Regions from separate parts of the Mus musculus genome. Here all the other regions are linked to region 3. The links are chromatin contacts, called in public promoter capture Hi-C maps. All regions are on one chromosome and are shown on one strand. Each heading gives the region's core, a stretch centred on a gene start, on an enhancer-like site or on the middle of the called end of the contact. The rest is flanking DNA. Distances are from core to core; before and after follow the strand shown.

The links. Promoter capture Hi-C pulls out the DNA fragments that hold promoters and counts their contacts.
Region 1: a contact with region 3 is called in a promoter capture Hi-C map of liver, with 2.2 times the contacts expected there. The contact joins the promoter of Serinc3 here to the promoter of Snx21 in region 3. A contact is called at or near these places in 2 of 39 promoter capture datasets (liver and pre-B cells) and 1 of 115 datasets of contacts at active chromatin or transcription factors (astrocytes).
Region 2: a contact with region 3 is called in a promoter capture Hi-C map of liver, with 3 times the contacts expected there. The contact joins the promoter of Hnf4a here to the promoter of Snx21 in region 3. A contact is called at or near these places in 2 of 39 promoter capture datasets (liver and pre-B cells) and 1 of 115 datasets of contacts at active chromatin or transcription factors (pancreatic cancer cells).

What each region holds. Positions count from the first base shown.
Region 1 is chr2:163,642,430-163,646,457 of GRCm38.p6, forward strand. Serinc3 (serine incorporator 3) reads right to left here and starts at 2,714. Exons shown (of 10, transcript NM_012032.4): 1 at 2,569-2,714. The coding sequence starts at 2,607. It overlaps 0610039K10Rik (RIKEN cDNA 0610039K10 gene), which reads left to right and starts at 2,421. Exons shown (of 1, transcript NR_028113.1): 1 at 2,421-3,371.
Region 2 is chr2:163,545,111-163,549,282 of GRCm38.p6, forward strand. Hnf4a (hepatic nuclear factor 4, alpha) reads left to right here and starts at 2,045. Exons shown (of 10, transcript NM_008261.3): 1 at 2,045-2,309. The coding sequence starts at 2,195.
Region 3 is chr2:164,784,636-164,788,672 of GRCm38.p6, forward strand. Snx21 (sorting nexin family member 21) reads left to right here and starts at 1,386. Exons shown (of 3, transcript NM_133924.3): 1 at 1,386-1,689; 2 at 2,063-2,220. The coding sequence starts at 1,431.

The DNA.
Region 1 (4,028 bases), core at 1,464-3,963, 1.1 Mb before region 3:
TCCCTCATCTGACTTAAAGAAGCAACTCCTAGAAAATACGGCCACAGAGCCCCATTTAAAGGGAAGTTTTAAAGGTAGGGTAAGTATTTCTCATGCCAATGCAACACAACAACACATATCTACCCCACTGACTTTTTCAAAAGACAAAAGTCCTTATCCTCATGCTAAAATCCTCCTTTGCCTCTTCTTCTTTCCCTCCTAAATCAGACATACAAGCAGCAATGAAAGACCCCACCATAAGGCTTAGCAAGTTAGCTACAGTAACGCCATTTTGCAAGGCATGGAAAAGTACTAGAGCTGAGACCTCAAAAGTTACAAGGAAGTTCAGTTAAAGTTTAAGGCTAAATAACAACGGGACAGGGGCCAAACAGGATATCTATGGTCAAGCACCTGGGCCCCGGCTCAGGGCCAAGAACAGATGGTACCCAGATAGAGCGGAACCAGCAACAGTTTCGAGACTGCCCCACCAGCCAAGAACAGATGGTACCCAGATAGAGCGGAACCAGCAACAGTTTCGAGACTGCCCCACATCAGTTTCAAGGTTCCCCAAATGGCCGGGACTTTCCCCTAGCCTTATTTGAACTAACCAATCAGCTCGCTTCTCGCTTCTGTACCCGCGCTTTTTGCTCCCCAGCCCTATAAAAGGAGTAAAAACTCCACACTCGGCGCGCCAGTCCTCCGATAGACTGAGTCGCCCGGGTACCCGTGTTACCAATAAAGCCTCTTGTTGTTTGCATCCGAATCGTGGTCTCGCTGTTCCTTGGGAGGGTCTCCTCAGATTGATCGACTACCCGTCTCGGGGGGTCTTTCAGCAAGACCTAATCACCTGAGTTACTCATCACCAAAACTCAGTCTTCCACAGATACACTCTTTTCAGGAAAAAAAAAAAAAAAAAAAAAGCCAGGAAAGTGGCATACTTCTGTAACCGCAGCACTCAGGAGGCTGAGGCAGAAGGATCTGCAGTTCTAGACAGGCTGAGCTAACAGAGTGAAATCCTGCCCCCACCCCCACCCCGCCGCCCCAAGTAATAATAATGTGAAGCATTTTACTAAGACATGCCAGTAGTGGGGACTCACATCTGTAGTTTCGGCACTAGGCTGAGGTAGGAGGATTGCTAAAAGTTCAAGGCCAACCTGGGCTACAACGTAAAACCATATTTCAAAAAAAGTAAAGGCCAAACTTCTTTGCCAGGAGTAACACCTTCCTACAATCCCAATAAGGAGAACTGTGAATGAAAGGCCAGCATGGGATACTCAGGGAGATCTGGTGACCTATCTCAATAAGGCAAAAATTAAACACGTACAAAAGTCCTTTGAAATCTTTAATCCAGACTGGACTGGAGGTGTAGCTGGAGGAGCTCTCAGAGATAAGCTTTGGACAAACAAGGTCCTGGGTGCAATCTTAAACACCCAGAATGACCAAAGAGATTGCCTAAAAAATAAAGGCATACAGTGGGTATCTGCATGATTTGGCTCCCTGATATTCTGTCCCCCTTTTTTGGCGTGGGATGGGAGATGGGGGTGGATAGTGGCAATTGGAGACTAAACCCACAGCCTCTAAAAACCTACCCATAAACTGTAATTTGCACCTCCCTGTTTTGAGACAGGGTCTCAAAACAAATAACAAATGATCTGCCATGGCCCTCCACAGCCTTTAATTTCGTACTCTTCTCTCATTCCACTCTGGTATCCTAACCCCCTACTGGGTAAAAACTGAATTAACAATATATGCAAGGAGTTTCTAGATATGAACACCTGGATAGGATATTTTCAAATTATGGTTTTAAACCAGGAGGAGAAAAATATACAAGATATCTTCGACATTACTTCTGCCCTGAGACATGCCATTGACATGAGCAGAGCCTGAGTCCTTGGTTCATTACATCAGCTCGGGAAGGAGAAAACAATTAGGCACTGTGGTTCAAGCTACCAAGTTCCTCTGAGGCAGATTTGTTAGATTATTCCTTAGGTTAAAGAGATCCTAAAATTAACTTCTAAAAACGTTTTACCATTGACAAGGGGAATCGGACTAATTTCTTTACTTTATCCTCACAACAGTTCTGGAGGAGAGGAATGCTAGGGTGTTTAATTCGAAAATATTTAGGCCGCGGGGCTTCTAATTAAACGCCTTTTGCTCGCGACCTGCAGCAGGGCTGACTTAAAAGCCCCGCTCCCAACCCCACTCAGTAGCGCTGGCATATGCCGAACTATGAAGAAAAATGACTACAGTGGCCCTAAATTCCCTGACGCCATCCTCTAGCCACTCAGGAACCCGCGCCGTGGAACCTCGGCGTCGCCTGGCCGCGGGAACCCTGGGTCCGGAAGGCTGGCGGGGGCGGGGCGTCGAAATTGTAAACAATGGCGGTCCGGCCTCCCGCGACCCTCCGCCCACAGCGAGAGCCAGCCGAGCCGCCGCACCCCGACTCCGGGACGACGGCTACCGGGCCTGGACCCTGGGCCTGCCCGCTCCTCTCTGTTAGCCTCAGAGAGTGGAGGGTCCGCCTCGGGCGGCCCGACACCCACCCCCTGCGCGCCTCAGGCCCCGGACGGCCGAGGCCTCGGGACTCACCCAGCTGGCGAGGGAGAAGACGCCGAGGACGGCCCCCATGGTGACGCCGGGGCCGAGACCGACCGCTCCGAGCGGATCCTAACTGCTGACTGAGGCGTCGCCTCAGAAACGCGACGGATCCTCAAGCCGGAAACAGGGCCCGCCCTTCGCAGGACGCCCAGTTTACGTCATTGGGTGGCCCCGCCCACGGAGGGGGAGAAGGCGGAGCCTAAGACTGCTGGGGTGGCAGAGGACGTAGAGGGTTCGTGGCATACAACTCCGGGCTCGCTTGGGGCGCTGGTGGTCAGAGGCAACATAAAGGTGCAGAAAGACAGCATGTTCCCTACGAACTGCACTTATCCTCGGAAGAAGCTACATCCGAATTAAATAAAGATCCTACAGACTGTTAAGTCGTGGCTGGGCAGTACTTTGTGATTATTGAGAGATGGAATGTTGGCAAACTCAGAGGCAAACAGGCTATGTTGGGCCATTCAATAATCAGTTAGCATCTGTAATCCCAGAACTAAAGAGGATGAGGCTGGAGGATCAGGAGTTCAAAACTATCCTGTGCTACATAGAGTTTCAGACGAACAAAAAAGCCACTCTTCTTACCCCACACCCTACCGGAAACTTCTCCAGCCTTGTCTCCCCTTCCCCTTTCCCCCTTCCTCTTTTCCCCTGCCCCCCTTTCCCCCTGCCCCCTCCCTCCGCGGGGGTCAGTCTGCTGGCCAGGTTCAGCTCACTACTTTCCCTGTCCTAGACTCTTCCCGATGCCTCTGGCTGTACTCGTTCTCATATCTATAATAAAAATTTTCTCCTCAGCCATACCTTGGAGCAGTCATGTCCTCATTTTGTTGGGAACAAGCAAAAGAAACTTATGCTAAGTACTACCGTTTTCGTTTTCTAAATTCAAGGTCTCAGGCCCTGGGGGAGCTGGGGACTTTACCAACAGCTCAGCAACCTCGGTTGAAAACAATTGTCTGAGTCCAGATATTTCAGGGACAACTTCCCCTCCTTGAAGGCCGGGCCAAACAAGGTCCTGCTCCGAATGCCTACCCCACTTGTCCAAATGTTTTCTTGTCTGTTAACCAGTAAAGAATATAGAAACTACTGTTATCTGAGCCAACATGCATAAGTTATAAAAACCTATAACCATTGCCTGTTATGCACTAATTGACTACATGCAGCTCGCCCACTCCTCTGTTCCCTTATCATTCTAAAATTCCGGGCCAGAGTCCAGAAGACTTGACTCCAAGAGCTGAATTAATGACCTTGAAGCCAGGTGCCCAGGATACAGCCCAGTCTCCAATAGGTACCCATAATATCAAAATACAATTAGATAATACTGAGGCTCCCCACTACCCCCTGCTTTGGGTTCCCATCCCTTAAAAATGTACAGATCCCAGCCAGGCGGTGGTGGTGCACGCCTTTAATCCCAGCACTTGGGAGGCAGGGGCAGGAGGATTTCTGAGTTTGAGGCC
Region 2 (4,172 bases), core at 795-3,294, 1.2 Mb before region 3:
CACTCACTCATTCATTCATTCACTCATTCACTCACTCATTCACTCACTCATTCATTCACTCATTCACCTTTTACATATTCATGAGTTTCAGTCATTCACTCAGTAATTCACCTGGTCTCCTAGTCACTGACTTTTCTGGTTCATTCTCTCATCCCAGAGCAGACTCTGTTTCTCAGTCTTGCCCTGTGTCGTTACCATGTCCTCTGAATTGCTCTTTCAACTAGCTGAGCAAGACAGGCCCTGAAGCTTCCTAAGGTCCTGCCCTCACAGTCGGCCTTCTGTGACTTCCTTTCTCCAGCTAGTGGGAGTCTCAAAAGTGTCAGCAGAGAACACAGAGGGGGACTACACAAAGGGACAGGTGCCCCAGGCCCAGAGTCAAGCCTTATAAAGGATGTAGACAGTGAAATGAACATTTAAAGAAAAAGGGTTTTAAAGGCTAAAAAAAGGTAGGGGTAGGATTGAGAGATGGCTCAGTGGTTAAGAGCACTGGCTGCTTTTTCAGAGGACCAGAGTTTAATTCCCAGCACCCACATGGCAGCTCACAACTGTCTGTAACTCCAATTCCAGGGGATCCAACACCCTCTTCTGGCCTCCATAGGCACCAGGTATGCATGTGGTGCACAGACATACATGCAGGCAAAACACTCATACAAATATTGTATTTTTTAAAAAAACCCTTTAAAAGAATGGAATGAATGTTGAGCCATGCAGAGAAAAGGGGGAAAAGGTGGATAGAAAGAAACGGAAAGCCGGGCGTGGTGGCGCATGGCTTTAATCCCAGCACTCGGGGAGGCAGAGGCAGGCGGATTTCTGAGTTCGAGGCCAGCCTGGTCTACAAAGTGAGTTCCAGGACAGCCAGGGCTATACAGAGAAACCCTGTCTCGAAAAACCAAAAAAAAAAAAAAAAAAAGAAAGAAAAGAAAAAGAAAGAAAGAAAGAAAGAAAGAAAGAAAGAAAGAAAGAAAGAAAGAAAGAAAGAAAGAGGGGGGAGGGAGGGAGGGAGGGAGGAAGGAAGGAAGGAAGGAAGGAAAGAAGGAAGGAAGGAAGGAAGGAAGGAAGTTAGTTTGGGCAAAAGGGAAGAGGGACCCTAAAATGAGAAGAGGAATTAGTTGGGCATGGTGGCACATTCCTGTTAGTTCCAGCTCTTGGAAGGCTGAGGCAGGAGTGTCAAGAATTTGAGCTCAACTTGGGCTCCATAGCAAGACAAAATGATGGTTTGGGGGTGAGGCGTTAGCCAACGCACCTTGACAGTTATTTTTAGATCTTATGTATTACCCAAACTACCCTTTCAGATTGCCCCATGCAGTCTAGGAGATGGAAACTGAGGCTTGGGAGGAGAATCATTTACTTAGTGTCACAGTTCTCATGGGGCAGGTGCCTGAGCGGAAGCCCAGGTCTATGGGCTGCAGCTCTTGTCTGTGCCTGTCCTGGGAGGGGTATGCACTGTGCAAGCATTCAGTGTTTTCAGGAAACCATCTATGGTTCAGCTGGAGCAACCAAGAGATATCCAACCGCTGGGTGAGTCCCAGCGGTTCCCAAAGCATGTGACAAACCAGAAGGGAACCAGAAGAATCCTCTTCAGCAAGATCCGAAAGACCCAAGTGTGGGCTTGGGTGTTAGGTTTCCAGTTCAAGCGACCCAGGACAGCTTTATCTCAAATTGAGGATAGAAGTCAATGATCTGGGACGTGATTGGCTTAGGGCTTCATAGTGGTAGGCTTGCCAGTGTCTAAACATGTCAGCTGGGTTGTCCACCTTGGTGAGACTTGGGGGCTGCTGAGGCAAGGGGTCCAACCAATGCCAGTCCTGTTGGGTGCCTGCCTTGGAAGATTGGTAAGTGACTATTAATGAGCGGGAGGTGGGGGGGGGGGCAACAGTTGTAATTAGCACCCCAGGTGTCAGTCAGAAACCAACAAACAGCCAAATCCTCGTGGCTCCACCCAGCCTACCCAGCAACGGGGGTGATTAACCATTAACTCCTACCCCTCCCCACAGAGCCTCCACCCTCTGCAGAGGCTAGGCCAGGACGCCAGGCTGAGTCTCCCAGAGGACAGTTTGAAAGAGAGGAAGGCAGAGAAGGGACCTGGGAGGAGGCAGGAGGAGGGCGGGGACGGGGGGGGCTGGGGCTCAGCCCAGGGGCTTGGGTGGCATCCTGGGCCGGGCAGGACAGGGGGCTAAGGCGTGGGTAGGGGAGAATGCGACTCTCTAAAACCCTTGCCGGCATGGATATGGCCGACTACAGCGCTGCCCTGGACCCAGCCTACACCACCCTGGAGTTTGAAAATGTGCAGGTGTTGACCATGGGCAATGGTAGGTGGGGGCAGTTGGACTGAGGTATGGAGCGGGTCTTTGGCACTAGACTTTGGGATGGGAGGGAAAATGCAGAAAATTGTAGGTTGGTCCTATAGGCTCGTACAGGTGTTGCCAGGCGAAGCAAATGGGCCTTCGTCGTACTGTGGCCAGAGGCATTCTGGGTGACCGAGGCCTGCCGAGGTGGATTTCCAACAGAAAAATTCCCCAGACCCTCCCTACTTAGGCCCCCGGGGGTCTTAGGCTGTCCCGATTACCATGTTAAGGAAATGGGGCCGTGATAGTGAGCTTCCTCCGGGTGGCTGCAGAAATCAATCCTGTCCAACATGGCCCTATCTTCGGGCCCCTGGGCCCTTTTACGTGCAAGCTACAAAAGGTCTGTCTTGTCTCTAGTGATTGTGACAGGAGGCACGGCTGCGTTTCAGACTTTGGGAAACTGGAGTTCAGGAGAAAAGTAGAATTTCTGGGCTTCCTGTCTAAAAGGCCAACATAGCGGTGTGCGTTTACACGTACGGTCCTAGGTGTCCTTGTAAGAGTATGAGAGGCACGGCAAATGCAATACAGCTGCGTGCCTTTTCCCCTTTTTGAGTTTGTGTCCCAGCTTCATCTGTATGCGTCGAATGGTCTGTAGTTCTGTCTCCAGGATCTTTTGGTTTTTGGTTTTTGGTTTGGTTTTGGTTTTGTTTGTTTGGTTGGTTTGGTTTGAATACATATTTGTATGTATAGTGTCTGTAAATGTGGATGACAGATCTAACATACTTGTAAATGTGGCCATACCCTGTGCTTTCTGCCTGGTGGCCCTGCATGGCATTTTGCTTTTGATATGTGCATATAGCCCCTGTGATACTGGGCACCACTCTCTGGTATACAAGATTGTGTAGTGTCAATTTGGTAGGACTCTTTTTGTTTGGTTGGTTGTTTTATTTTTTTGAGAGAGGGTCTCTACGTAGCTCTAGCTGTCCTGAAACTCACTACATAGACCAGGCTATTCTCAAACTCACAAGAGTGCCACCTGCCTCTGCTTCCCAAATGCCAAGTTTAAAGGCATGCACCCACTAGACCCAGCCTGGTTTTGTTTGTTTGTTTGTTTGTTTGTTTTTGGTTTTGGTTTTTGATACAGGGCATATGTGTTCCTGAGCTGGCTTGAAACTTAGAACATACTCCCAGGCCAGCCTGGAACTTGAGGTCCTTTGATCCAGCCTTCTAAAGCACCAGGGTTATGTTGTGAGAGTCTTCTTCACTGTGACTCTCTACCAAAACTTGGCATTCGTGGCAGCAGCTTGTGTGTTTTGTGTCTCTGTTGTCCCTGTGTCACCATCCTTCAAACACCTGCTCCAATATCACCGAGTATGTGTCTGTGGGGTGGTGGGTGTTTCCTTTGCCAGAGGGTTGAGAAGGCAGGTGTCCTGGGAAGCTTCTGGAAGGGACGGGACCAGGTTCAAGGCTAGCACTGGAGAGAGAGATGGCACTTGGCTGAGGCTGGCCTGCCACCACCCTCCCTCCATGATGCTTCCTCTTCCTTTCAGAATTCAAAGCTTAGGTCTGGAAAGCTGTGTGCGCTCTCAATCTAGCTAGAAGGAGGAGGCAGCGTGTGGGCTCTGTCCATGGTCAGTCCCCCTGCCCCCTCCCCCCTCCCCCGATGCTTGCCCCTAGTATCTCTTGCCAAGTACCATGTGACCTTGGGTACACTACCTCCTTCTTTGTCTCTTGTGCAGTATGGAAATGGGTTTCTTTACCCCAGCTTCGTTGGACAGGGGTGATTCAGAGGGGTTTACTCAGGGAAGTGTTCAGGGCGAACAACTTGCTTCTGCCGGAGATGGTAACACGTGACCCCCCCCCCCCAAACAGGGACAGTATTTGCTG
Region 3 (4,037 bases), core at 136-2,635:
GCTGTGTCTGAAGACAGCGACAGTATAACCACATATATGAAATAAATAAATCGTTTAGAAAAATAATCATTACTGTAACTTCATCCTCTGAGACTGACATGTGACAGTGTATGAAATACTTACAAGACGCCATGAGTGCTAAAATCTGAGACCCTTCTGTTCAGTAAAGGCCAGGAAGGTCTTTCCGTTCATATCCTCCATCCCTCTCCCACGCCCTAAAAGGGGATAGGAGATACTTAATTTTGATACTGTCTGAGATAATTTTGAGGCAGGGTCTCTATTTAGTTCTGGACCTCAACAGTAAACCAGGCTGTTCTTGAACTCACAATGATCCTCCTACCTTTGCCTCCCGAGAGCCAGGGCTAGGATTAATGGCATGAGCCACAGGAGCACCACACCTGGCCTTTGAGATAACTTGTTTTATTGTCTAACTAGCCAAATCTGCCTGCTAGGTCTGACATGTAAGCCTTGGGACAGGGATCAGCAATCATTTTCCTGACTACTGCTACCCTGCAGTAAAAGATAAACTGCAGTTCTCCAAGAGAGTTATAGAGATTACCCAAGCAACCCCGCACGCGTGGGAAAATAAATCAGTTCAAGAGCTCCCACGCTAGAGATCTCTGACAAACTGGGCAACCTTGAACAAGTAACAGCCTCTCTGGATGTTTTCCTCTTTGACTACTTCCCCCAGGTTAAGTTCAAACGAAACTGGGAAGGGCTAGGTTTCTCACACAGGCACCGGACTGGGGTTTTTACAAGAGCTGAAAATTTAGTATGAGTGAAAATTTAGTATGAGTATTAGTATTCTTGTTTCATATGAGAAAACCTAGGCTGGACGAAACCGGATTTCAAGCTTCACTCAAGGGAGAGCCGAGCTCCCAAATGCCGCGAAATTACACTGTAAAGTTACATGGCACTGTATGGAGATTAGGGGTAAAGCTTGGGGCGGCCTCAGGAGACCAGGAGGGGTGGGCGAGTCCAAGAGGGGGCGCGGCCACCACGATCCGGCTGGGTTTCGGGGGAAGCCTTGGCCCGCCCGGCTGCCCTCCGCGTCCCTCCCGCAGGCAGCGGCTTGGGATTCTAACAGCTCCGGGAGAGGGAGCTGGCGGGGCGGAGGCGGAGCGGCGGCAGGAAGCAGCGAGGCGGCGCCGTGAGCTGCCTGGGCGGAGAGCCTCTTAAATCCGCCAGGCTGCTGCACCAAATCCCGGGAGCCCGCCCCGAACGCACTTGGGACGCGGTGGGTGGAGGCGCGTCCCGGCCTGCGGGAGGAACAGGGCAGAGGCCGGCCTCCCGCACGTCCCCAGCGGCCGCGGCCCGTGGGCGTGGCCTCTTGTGCCACGCCCCTGACACGCCCCCGGGTCCCTCTCCGGGCGGGGGTCCCCTCCCTCTTCAGCCCTGGACCCAGCGTGGCGCGCTCCCCCCTGGGTGCCATGGCCTCGCGGCTCCTACACCGGCTGCGACACGCCCTGGCCAGCGATGGCCCCGGGGAGGCGGCGGCGGGCCCAGAGGCCGAGCAGTTCCCTGAGAGCTCAGAGCTGGAGGACGATGACGCCGAGGGCCTGTCCTCCCGCCTCAGTGGCACCCTCAGCTTCACTAGTGCGGAGGATGACCCTGACGACGAAGACGAGGACGACGAGGCGGGCCTCGACTCGCCGCCCTCAGGAGACGGGGCATCGGGAGAAGACGCAGGCGAGTGCGGGAGGACAGACAGGAACCCCGGGGCTCGGTTAGGCCTCCCCGCTGGACGCGGTCCGAGGGCATCCTGAGTTTTCTCTCTGAAACTATTGACACTATAAGCTCTTCCAGACACGGTTTGGCTGTGTGACCTTGACTCACAACACTATGGGAATCACACCATCTCGGGTTTTTTGTAGATATTAAATGCACAGGACCAGGGAAACAAACGTGTGTGCTAGCTGCTTCGGGTGGAGGTTTAGCATCCACTGTAAGCCAGGCGCTGGGGTGAAGCACATCTCGCTTCTGTGAATGAGGTCATGGCATTTTGTTTACGTTAACTCTGGAGCTAGCCACCCCCATAATGACGGGTCATGTGCTTGTGCAGAACGAAGTCCCCCACCTGATGGACAACGGAGCAGTCAACTCCTGGCCCGCCAGCTGCAGGATTTCTGGAAAAAGTCTCGGAACACCCTAGTTCCACAGAGGCTGCTCTTTGAGGTGACCAGCGCCAATGTTGTCAAAGACCCTCCCTCCAAGTACGTGGTGAGTGAGGTTCCAGGAACCCTTGAGCAGCGAGTCTAGATGTCTAGCTGAGAGAAAGGAAATAGCACAGATTTTGGGGCGGGGGTCGTGGCCATGCAGTTATAAAAGGATGTCCTTATTTTACACCTGGGGGAACTGAGACCAGATGAGAAGATGGGTGTCAACTGAACACGTCCTCAGGCAAATGACTTAGTTTCTCTAAAACTGAGAATGTGGCCTTAGGAGTTGCCTCCTGTCCTAGTCTTGAGGTTACGAGAACTGATGTGTGTTTCTTTCTGTACCCTGTGGGTTTCTGTCAACCGCAGCAGGACACAGTATTGAGACCCAGTGGCATGGGTCAGGATTAAGGAAATGGGCTTTGGATCCAGACCAGTCTTGATTCACATCCCCTGTGTTTACCAGTGGCTTCCCCTTGGGTGGGTTCTGTGGCCTCAGTGGCCCCCAGTTTCCTCTTTTGAGCAATAGGCAATACATGGGATTATAATAGGAGGTAAATGAGGCCAGGCGCAGGGAAACCTTAGCATTGTCTGGCACTGTGATAGATTAAAACTGTAGCTGTATAGTGTCAAATTCCCCAATCTGAAATGCTTGAAAATCTGAAGCATTTGAGTGTCCACGTGAGGCCGCAAGTGGAAAATTCCACACCTAACTTCACTTGATATGTGTGCAAAATGTAGGCCCATTTAAAAAATATTGCACAGGGACTTGAAAGGCTGAAGCAATAAGACTGCCCCCAAGTTCAAGGCTAACTACGGCTACATATTTAGATCCTGTCTCAAAAAAAAAAAAAAAAAAAAAAAAAAAGCCAAACAACAAATTGGAATGTATCTCATTGATATAGCAGCTGCTTATAGTGCTGCAGACCTCTGAGCTTTATCCCAAACCCCGGAAATGATAGGGAATTGCCCGGAGCTGAGTGTGCTCATGCAGTTCGGAAGTAGAGCAAATGTGTCAGTTTAAGGGCAGTCCGGATACTAAGCGAGACCAGCTTGGGCTACGGAAAACCATGCCTGTCTCAAAACAAACAAAAGCCAAACTGCCTTCAGGCTGTGTCCATAAAGTGCATCAGAAATTCGAGTTTAGAAGATGTAATGAATGCTCGGTGGACCGGAGCGCTGGCTCGGTTCTGCATAAATGGGTGTGGTGGTGGCTCATACCTATGGGCCCAGCACTTGAAAGGGGAGTCGGGTCAGGGGTTCAAGATCACCCTCAGCTACAGAAGCTCAAAGCCAGTCTCCTGGAAGACATGAGACCCAGTCTCACACTATTTATTTACTGTACTGATCCTGTATTTAGACTTGAGTCCTATTTCTCTAAGAAATATATGTGTGTGTGTATATATATACACATATGTACATATATATGTGTGTATGTGTGTGTACATATATATGCAAATATTCCAAAATCTGAACTATTGATTTCTGATCTTGGATAAGGGATATTCAGCCTGTATTGTTATTTAACTTTAGATTGGCAATGTCAGGTATGGAGAGGCTGCTGCAACCTCCTGGTGAATCCGCTCTCCAGCATTCCCACCTCCAGCACCGTCAGGGCTAAGGAGTAGAGAGCAGTCTGGAGCCAGGCCTAGAGTCCCTGTTTCCCTTGCTGTGTGAAGGGAAGAGACTGGCAGAGAGACAGATCCACCGGGTTCTGCCCCCTTCAGGTCTGAAACCCATCTGAGCTAGCTGGTCCTGGTCTGCCCTGACAGTGACAACTCCCAGCTTGTCCCTTCCTTCTTCTACCTCTGATTCAGCAGGACAGGGGCCCTGGAGGCCTGGCCCGCATCTGGGTCCCTCCACCCTTCTCTGTTGCTGTTA